Linked DNA regions of Oryzias latipes: region 1 is linked to region 2. The links are chromatin contacts, called in public Hi-C maps. All regions are on one chromosome and are shown on one strand. Each heading gives the region's core, a stretch centred on a gene start, on an enhancer-like site or on the middle of the called end of the contact. The rest is flanking DNA. Distances are from core to core; before and after follow the strand shown.

The links. A called contact is a pair of places that touch in the nucleus more often than the background predicts.
Region 1: a contact with region 2 is called in a Hi-C map of gastrula embryo, with 1.6 times the contacts expected there. The contact joins the enhancer-like site here to the promoter of vav2 in region 2. A contact is called at or near these places in 3 of 5 Hi-C or Micro-C datasets (embryo, fibroblasts and gastrula embryo).

The regions. Positions count from the first base shown.
Region 1 is chr12:23,163,434-23,167,539 of ASM223467v1, reverse strand. All of the region lies in intron 2 of vav2 (guanine nucleotide exchange factor VAV2), which reads right to left. Among protein-coding and RNA genes, the nearest start is that of vav2, 120 kb to the right of the region's middle. Within about 2 kb of position 1,344, at least 3 of the 8 cell types and tissues checked have an H3K27ac peak or open chromatin away from gene starts, as enhancers often do. A contact at or near this core is called in gastrula embryo, where this site is marked.
Region 2 is chr12:23,046,691-23,051,426 of ASM223467v1, reverse strand. vav2 (guanine nucleotide exchange factor VAV2) reads right to left here and starts at 2,303. Exons shown (of 30, transcript XM_020707823.2): 1 at 1,113-2,303. The coding sequence starts at 1,442.

The DNA of each region.
Region 1 (4,106 bases), core at 95-2,594, 120 kb before region 2:
GTTGTATTTCTGTATTCATCTGAAAACAAAACCCACCATGGTATTGCATAGAAAGGTCCGTTTCAACACTCTCCCTTTAAGTGAGCGTGCGACAAAGCAAACAAACCTCGCAAATCAATTAAGAGTGTGCTGTGTTTACAGATGCACTCAGTGTTTAAAGAACTGTGTGTGCCTGTTTGTTTTATTACTGCATTTCTCTAATAGGTCACAGAGATTATTCCGCTATTACAGCTCATTTAGATGGTCATTTATGTGTTAATCCTGAATCAACACAAGACCAAACAGCAGACAGGAGGCAGCGCCGCTCTGGATCCATTTCACGCAGGCTGCAGAAAAAAGTGCTGCAGAGCATTTTCTAACCGCCCTCACAAACGGAATGGAGCTTGTTTTTGGTCAAAAGTGCTACAACTCACCAGATTTGAAGGAAGTGGCATTCCTGCAACATACTTAAATAATATTTAAAAAAATATTTTTTTAAATAAGGAAATTCCAGAACAAGATTACTCTAGCAGATCTCAGAAAAAGGTTTAAAAGCCCTACTCCAATCATTTTTTGATCTATTGTAAAAGTGTTCCCAATGGTCTTTTAATTATGATAAGTCAAAATTAAAAAAAACTGTCATTTACTTGGACATAGTTTCTGCAGAGCAGCAGTAGTTTATTAGAAATTCATCTGAGTTGCACAGCATCCCTGTCCCGATCCATGTGTGACACACTATCCTGCTAGCTTACGGCCCCTCAAACCCCTAACCTAACATTAGCTAACATAAATGGCAAATAATATCAGAGCTATCCAGCCGTACAGTTTTGAGCCAAATGCCAACTCAAACAAAGACGTACACAGATCTAGTTGTCTATAAGTGGATGCATCTGAATGGAGAAGAGCAGGGAGTTTGTGGCCTGGCCAGGTACTATCACTGTTGCATTTATGCATCAATTAAGTTTAGATCAATCTTTTTCAAACAGCCTTTTTTTGTCTGCTCCTAATTCACGATTCAGATTAATTTAAATTTCATTTAAATAAAAAGAAAAAAGAAAAAGTTCAGTTTTACCTTCATTTCTGTGAAAATGTAACAGTTTGAAATACCAAAAAAGTTGTGAAAAGTTTTCTATTTGTGAAAATAGAAAAGTTTGTCAATATTACTTTCAAATTATGACCAAAGAAATACACAGAAACCTGTTTTAAATTAGGACAAAGTTTGTGGCCTCCTCATAGTACAGTTAGAACCTCTTTTTTATTTAATTTACAACAGACTTTGCACAATGCGTATTTGTTGTCCCCCGTGTGAGGCCTGCCATTAGTATCCAGCTGTCAACAGACAACATGTAGCACACGAGGGGTAACCATGGCTCACCGGGGGCTTCTGTGACAACAGAATGAGAGAGGCCCGTCACAGTTTTAGGCCAGAAAGGGCACGGCGGATCCTACAGCTCAGCCCATGCTGGCGTATTCCCCTGGAGGCAGCAGACTGAGAGACACTGAACTCTGCTCTTGTTCCATGACAAGGACAAGCCCCAAGTGAGGTCATCCCTTTATGTACACCTGAGGTTCTTCTGCAGTTTTCCTAGGCAAAACTAGGCCATGCAAAGTGTGTTCACACAAAAAGAGGACACCGGGATGCAGTGAGAACGTTGAGGCTAATGTACAGGAAAAACAGGGTTAAAAGACATTCCAAACCTTGATTTATGTATCTTTGAAAATCATTACACATCTATTCTTTGGAGAGAAAAAAAACTAATATTGCTGCATTATGATTAAGAAAATATGCATCCACATAAAGATTAAGTTTAAAAATCTGGCAATTTAAATTTCATCTTGTAACATTTAATACATTCTTAAAAAAGCACAAGTCTTGTTGACAAGCTTGAAAAATACACATTAACCGTATTATTACTGACAGCAACAAAGCATATAAATCTATGTGGACCTTTTTCTTGGGGCTGAAAATTATAGTGTGTCATTGATCTCCAATTCATAGTTTTCCACACACAATGGTCCCCTATCTCCAAGACAGAAAATAAAAGTGAAGCAAAACAAATGCAGCCACTATGTGTTGGGTAAGCCTGAGGTTATCGCCTCAGAAATATCTATTCATTCTCAGCCACCAGGAACCTCGCAAATTACACATGCCGGCAAATAAAGAGGCCGAGTGAATACATTCACAGTCACGCACTCAGAGATAATCCCCAACCGCCAGAGGTGCAAAATCTGATCAGCATTTAAGTGATGGTCTTCATAAACGTGGCACCAGAGCCTGCAAGGCAAAGCAGTCAGTGACAAAGCTCTGGGAAACTCACAACTGATTGATTCGGCAAACGGAGGTCAATCAGAAATGTCAGAGATCTGTGTCTCGAGGACAGGTGGAAATTAGCTATTTTGCAGACCTCCTCTGCTGGGAGAATTTTCATCTCCATCTTCTACAACCATGACTGACAGATTCTGGATGTGGACGTGTGGTATAACTAGATGAAAAAAGCCAAGCTGCATAAATGTGATGAATGAGGCACACAAGGGACAACAAAAGTTGAGCGTAAATAAAATTTGGTAGCTAACAGTCATTTTTGTGACCATATTGGTTATGTGCATACAGCCATGTGATTGTTTAGTTGTTTAACATGCAGGCCCATACATGCGGACTTCATTTTATGCATTTGCCTGCATGCATATGTGTGGTCTCATTAGATAGGGCACATTTTATCCAGAGGATAAAACGCCACTAAGATGCCTGTCACTCCATTCTGTCCTTTTGCTTCTGATGCAGGAATGACAGACACACAACTCGCCATTGCTGTTTCTGTTTCTCAAACAGAACTTTCTCTCTGCTTTAGGCTCCGGCCTGCCCGCCTCCAATCCCGTCCCCCCACTCTAAACTTCCTCAGAGCGCAGGATCCCAGAGGGACTTCAGCTGATGCATTGTTGGAAATGGTAAAGACAGCTACATTAGGATCTGTATCTGGCAATTTATAGGGGTTGGTGTGAGCTGACATAGCTGACCGTTCACTGTCAATCCAACACGGCCTTTCTCTAATCAGCATCTTTTTCTCACAGTGGAGATGGCTCTGAAAATCCCTGCAGGTTTGTCCTCTGTGGTCTGCTGATGAAAGCCTGACAGGCCTCAGAGATGACACCACTGTGGGGCTTTTTTTTAGGACTTCTGGGCTTGGAAAAATCCACTGTGAGAACACTGGAGAAAAACCTAACTGCAAATTCCTCCAGATATAAAAATGTTTTGTGTCAGAGCTACTGCAACCGTTTCAAGACCCAATCTGAATTATTTCTGTTAAAAAAAATTATTAGATAAGGTCAAGAAAGAAGATGATATGGTGGCAAACGTCTTCCTGCTTCCTTACTAATCCCCTCAGCCAAAACAAAAGAAAAGGGAGTTATTTTATTGAAGCAGGTGTTTAAAAAAATGTGGACCTTATTTTCAGAACTAAAAGGTGCACTTAAAAGCCTTGGTTTTTTTTTACAACATGACAACGCCCCTTATAAACTGGAGCAACTATTATACGGTTTAATTCTGGTTGTGCTTACTGATATTGAAGTAATTTTAAGAGGTACAGGGTGCCCTGTCAAAATGTTTGGTTGGGTGTTATAGTGCACACGCTAATGTGATATTTGCTTAATTTAACAATAAATTAGAAGCCAAGATTTTTTTTAACTGGGTTTTCAGCAAAAATACAAAGTTCACTGTCTTTAGACAACCATTGCAATTAGGCTTCTGGTTTTCTCAGTGGAGGAATGTGACTGCATGAAGCATGTTGGACACAGGTTTGCGGCCATGCAGCCTCGTCAAGCACCAACATGCACATGTTTAAGCGCTTAGCAGCTCTGCCCAGGTTCAATTCTAGTGTGAGCATAGGCTGGAGGTCCATTTTCATGTTTTACTTCGAAGCCCATCGAGACGACTGTTGTTGTGATTTTGGGCTATACAAATAAAATTGAATTGAATTGAATTAATAATATAATCAAATGAGAAACCTGAGGCCCAAATGTAGCAACACTCCTAAAACGTTTGTCATGACAATCTATTTCATAAAAAAAAAATCCTACTACTCTCATTCATCATGTTATTTTGCTATTAAAAAGTGTAGTGAATATCTAGT
Region 2 (4,736 bases), core at 1,054-3,553:
GTGGTTGTCTGTCTCCATGTTGCCCTGCAATGAACCAGCGAACTACCTGGGTTGTACCCCGCCTTCGCCCTTCAGTGGCTGAGTAAGGTCTTGTGGAAAAAAGCAGGTTCAGAAGATAAATGGAAAGATGGATATTTTGGAAATACATTCAGACATATTTAGGAAAAGGCTTTGTTTGTTTTTTTAATAATCCATCCGTCCATCCATTTTCAGAAATCACAGAATCCCTGTAGGACTCACTGAGATGCTGGAGCCAACCCAGCTATTGGTGGGTGAAGGCGGGGATACACACAGAACAAACAGATTGCCAGACTGTTGCAGGTCAACACAACTACACACACTCACATTCAGACCTAATGACAATTTAGAGGTTCACTTCCAGTGAAAGGTCTACGTAAACACGTACAAATGCGTGTTTTGGGCTTCCGCATACACAACTCTCGCGTTTACGCATAGCTACGTACATTTTTTAAGTCAGTTTTTGGGCTACATAACACCTTGTGGCCACTGAACGCGTGTTGAGAGTTAAACCAGGTCAAACGTCCCTCTTAATTTATGGAAGTGCCAACCGCTTAAAAATTGATCATGGAGGAGAAATTCATAATTGCACCTGGGCGGAGTTATTTAACACAAAGTTTCTCATATATTAGAAGAAAGAAAAGGCCTGGAGCAAGATTTGCTCAGTTTGCACCGCTTCAACGTTTCTCACCAACTGTAGGTGGTGGATGTGCACTAGTAAACAGTAGCAAACGAAAAAGATGAAGAGGCCTCTCCCTGCTTGTCCATATGCTAAATATGCACTGCCCGCTGTGAACATAGCATCAGGTAAGACATTCAAAATGAGAAATAATAAGGAGAAAAAGGTAACCATCCGCTCTGAGGTTTCAGAAAACACCTCCTTTCTCCTCTTCTTTTACCTACAGGAGTCTAAACCAGGTCCACACCTTTCTTAAATTAGAGTTTTGGGGGAAAGCTCAAGCTGTCCAAAGAAATGTCCCCCAAAAACTGTAAATAAATAGAATCAGAATGAAGCAGTGAGGTGTGACTGAGAGGTGCAGGTAGAACAAGCCATGCGCCTGGCTGGGGATGATCATTTCTGAGCTCCAACTCACCTGTGACATCTGGGGTCTGAAATTGATCTCCTTCAGGTCCACTGACCCGGGAGAGAGGTTGTGCAACATCTGGCACAGAAGCACCCCGTCTCTCAGAGCCTGTGCCAAGTCGAAGACGGCCGCTGAGGGCCACACGACCCGGTGGTTGGGGGGCAGCACCTTGCAGTCTATCAACCACCGCCCGCACTGCCTCCACTCCTCCATCTCTGCTCCGGGGAGAGGGGGGGCTGGATCTCCTCGAAGGCAAACCCGAGTCTCTGGAAAGCAGCGGGTCAGGCAGGGCGCACCAGCAGGAACGACGCTCGGTGTCTCACCGGAAGTCTTGATCATTCACTATCTGCGCCGCAAAGTTCCCAACTTTGCGTGTTAACAGCTGCGGTGAGCCCTCTGCGCGCGCATGTTCAGCTCTGCTGTGCTCGCGGCAAAGACACGACTCCGCTCTAAAGCAGCGTTTTTCTTCTCTTCATTCTCAAAACTTTTTTCCAGCAAATTCTATCAACGACGACTGGATGGAGACAAATCATGCAAACAGCTGGAAGCAGGGTTTTTTTTCTTCCTTAAAACAATGTCGACTTCTCTACTCACATCAAACAACAGTCAGTACTAGTGAGGAGAAAAAACGGTCCAAGACTTGTTAGGAGCTGAACAAAGCCAAGAGTCTCCTACACAATTTGCATGTCAAGTTTCGTCTACGCAAAACGACAAGTTCCAGTTAATTCCGAGAGGAAAATTTTGAATTAAGAACGCTAAACTGAAGAGCACTCTCACGATACCGTGTGTCCTTTCTTTATTTAAAAAAACAAAACACACGCTCCGGTGTGGCGCCTAGGCTTCGGTAAGGGGTTCAGGAGACCACAGGAGTCCGCGTTTGTCCCGCTGAACGTCACGTCAACGCTACTTTGCCTCGCGCCTGTGCGCACGCGGCTGCACGGAGCGGGGCTGTTGTGAGGGTTTCCCCCCTCTTCCGTTCTCCTTCTGGCTCCGAGGTTCCCTTGTGCACGGAGATGTTCCGCGGTCCAAATCCCGCTCTGTCCGTATTTTACTCATCCACGCTTCAGGTTCGGACCCGACTGAGGAGCTGTGGAGCTGCCGGTTCTCTCCCACGTAGTTACAAATCGAACAGCGTGTCTGCACTTTACTAAAGTGTCCACATTCGCTCCAAGAAATGGGAGTTTCAGGGAGTAGTTTGGGTTGGAGCTGGACAATTGAGCATCGGGGTAGCGCCCTCTATTGGCTGAAAGGCATTCAGCAGGCTCCCTGCGTTTGTTTTGGTTTGTTTTGTTTTATTTGGATCATAATTCTTTTTTTGTGGGGTTTGAGCTCACACCGGTCACCAAAATATCTAAGACATATTAAATTATAAAGGCTTGTGAGATAAACAAAGCCTTTAACTAAAATATAGAAAACAAATGTAACAATCAGTCTTCAGTGGAAATAAATAAGAAGTTACAAGAAGTACATATTTGTATAAAGTACTCTTGATAGTAATTTAACTTCACTATGCTTATTAAATTTAATTGAGTATATTTTTATGTAAAAAACTACAATTACTCAATTACGATGAACTGTTTTTATTATTTTTTATTACATTTGCAAATTATTCTAGGAACAGCAAAATAGTGTCTCTTAAATAAAGGCATCAAGTATAAACATTTATACCTATAGACATTGATACTAAGATTTAGCTTTGAAAATAACTACATGAACTCTTCAGCAAACCTGGTGGTTTGTGTCATACTGTAGGGAAAAACAAAATATTAAACATAGGAAAAAGTTACAAAATTTTGTTTTTCTAATTTATACTACAAATCGGTAAGAGCTTTGTTGTTGCCAAAAGGATTGTGAAAAAGGATGCTCCTTTTTTTTTAGGTAAATCAATGATTTATTTTAGGATATAAAAGTTTTAAATTTTTATCTAAAACCCAGATGTCTTTAAACTATCAAATACTTCAGTGGTTATATTTCACAAGCTGTTTTTATTGTCCTGTTCAATGAAATATTTGGATGGCTATATTTGACTTTTGTTTGAACAATATTTTGAATTAAAGCTACTCCTTTTTGAGTAAAATCTTTGGATCTTCTATCCACCTCTTCACCTTTGTAATCAAGTTGATTCTGATAAAATACTGTCCATGATTTAATGAACTACTAGAGTTGTGTGACAACATTCAAACTACTGTCACTATTTACTGTCATTTTAAAATGTGGCTTAATCATTGATTATATTGAAAGGCAAAGTGTAAGTTTAAAAACAGTGATGCACCGTGGAGCAGTGGTTAACACTCTCTCCTCACACTGAGAAGGCCCTGGTTTGAACCTTCCTGTGTGGAGTTTGTATGTTCTCCCTGTATGTATGTGATGGGAAATCCAGTTTCAGAGAGAATTTCCAGAGTTCAAAATTAGGCTTGATTTGAGGCACTGATTTCACAAAATTCCCCCTTAGTGTGAGTGTAAGTGTGGTTGTGTCCACATTTATTCAGGGCGTCCAAATCCACAATACAAAAATTCAGTGCCTTGGGAATTTCCCAGAAGTCTTAGCAAAAATAAAACACTGTGCATTGATGCTTATTAGATCTGCAAATATATACCACAATGCATAGGGCTTGAACGATGTGTCATTTAAAAAAAAAGTTATTTATTATTTATAAACCATCCAAGTTTTCTTCATCAAAACACAGTAGAGTCATAAATAGTCTTTGTTAAATCTGATCATATATATGAGTTTTCCACTCATATTTGCCATTTAAAAAAGTAGTAGGCATTTAACCTAATTACATTGCAAGGCACTAGATAATTCTGCACTTTATAGGCACCACTCTAGGGAGTAGTGAGTTCATTCGGACATAGCCCAAGTGTGTGGCCCTGCAGCATACTGGCTACCTGTTCAGGGGGTACCCCCTTTCACCCAACAGTAGCTGGCTCCAGCAACCCCGTGACCCGGAAAGGGATTCAGCAGGTACAGAAGATGAGATGAATACATGAATAAAAATTTAACCAAATCTATGGATCAATCAGGTAACTTCAATGTAAACACCAGATCTGAGGGACTAAAAAAAACACATTAGACACGAGAATTGTTCCTCTTTATCAGCAGCCAGATGCTGATAACTCAAACAGAGCAACCAACATTCTTACATCCAAAGTGGCCTACATCTTTAGTTAATTGAAGATCTTTTACTCTCTAATAAATACATTTCCTACGGTGAGAGCAGGACAAAGACAAAGCCATCCTAAATGTCAGCAAAGCTGACCATTTTAATCAAAGGAATAAACATCCTGCTTTTGTAATCCTTTTCTGCAATATTTACTTAAACTCAGGAAATGGTTATTTGATACACGTAGTTCAGTGTTATTCATTTAAACACCTTAATTTGTTGAGAATAAGCAGCAATACATGCGGACATTACTCTCATACACTTTAAACTCATACCCAACCTTAATATGAAAGCAGAAAGAATTGAACATTTATGTGTATGCTTAAAAAAACGTTTTGTGTTCCAAGTCCATTTTCAAAACACACCCTCAGAAACAAACTTCCACAAAAAAACTTTCTAAAGTCTTGGACAAAGATCCAAAATTCCTGCATGTAGGGAATTTGCTGTAACTGTCATTGGCTATTTTTCC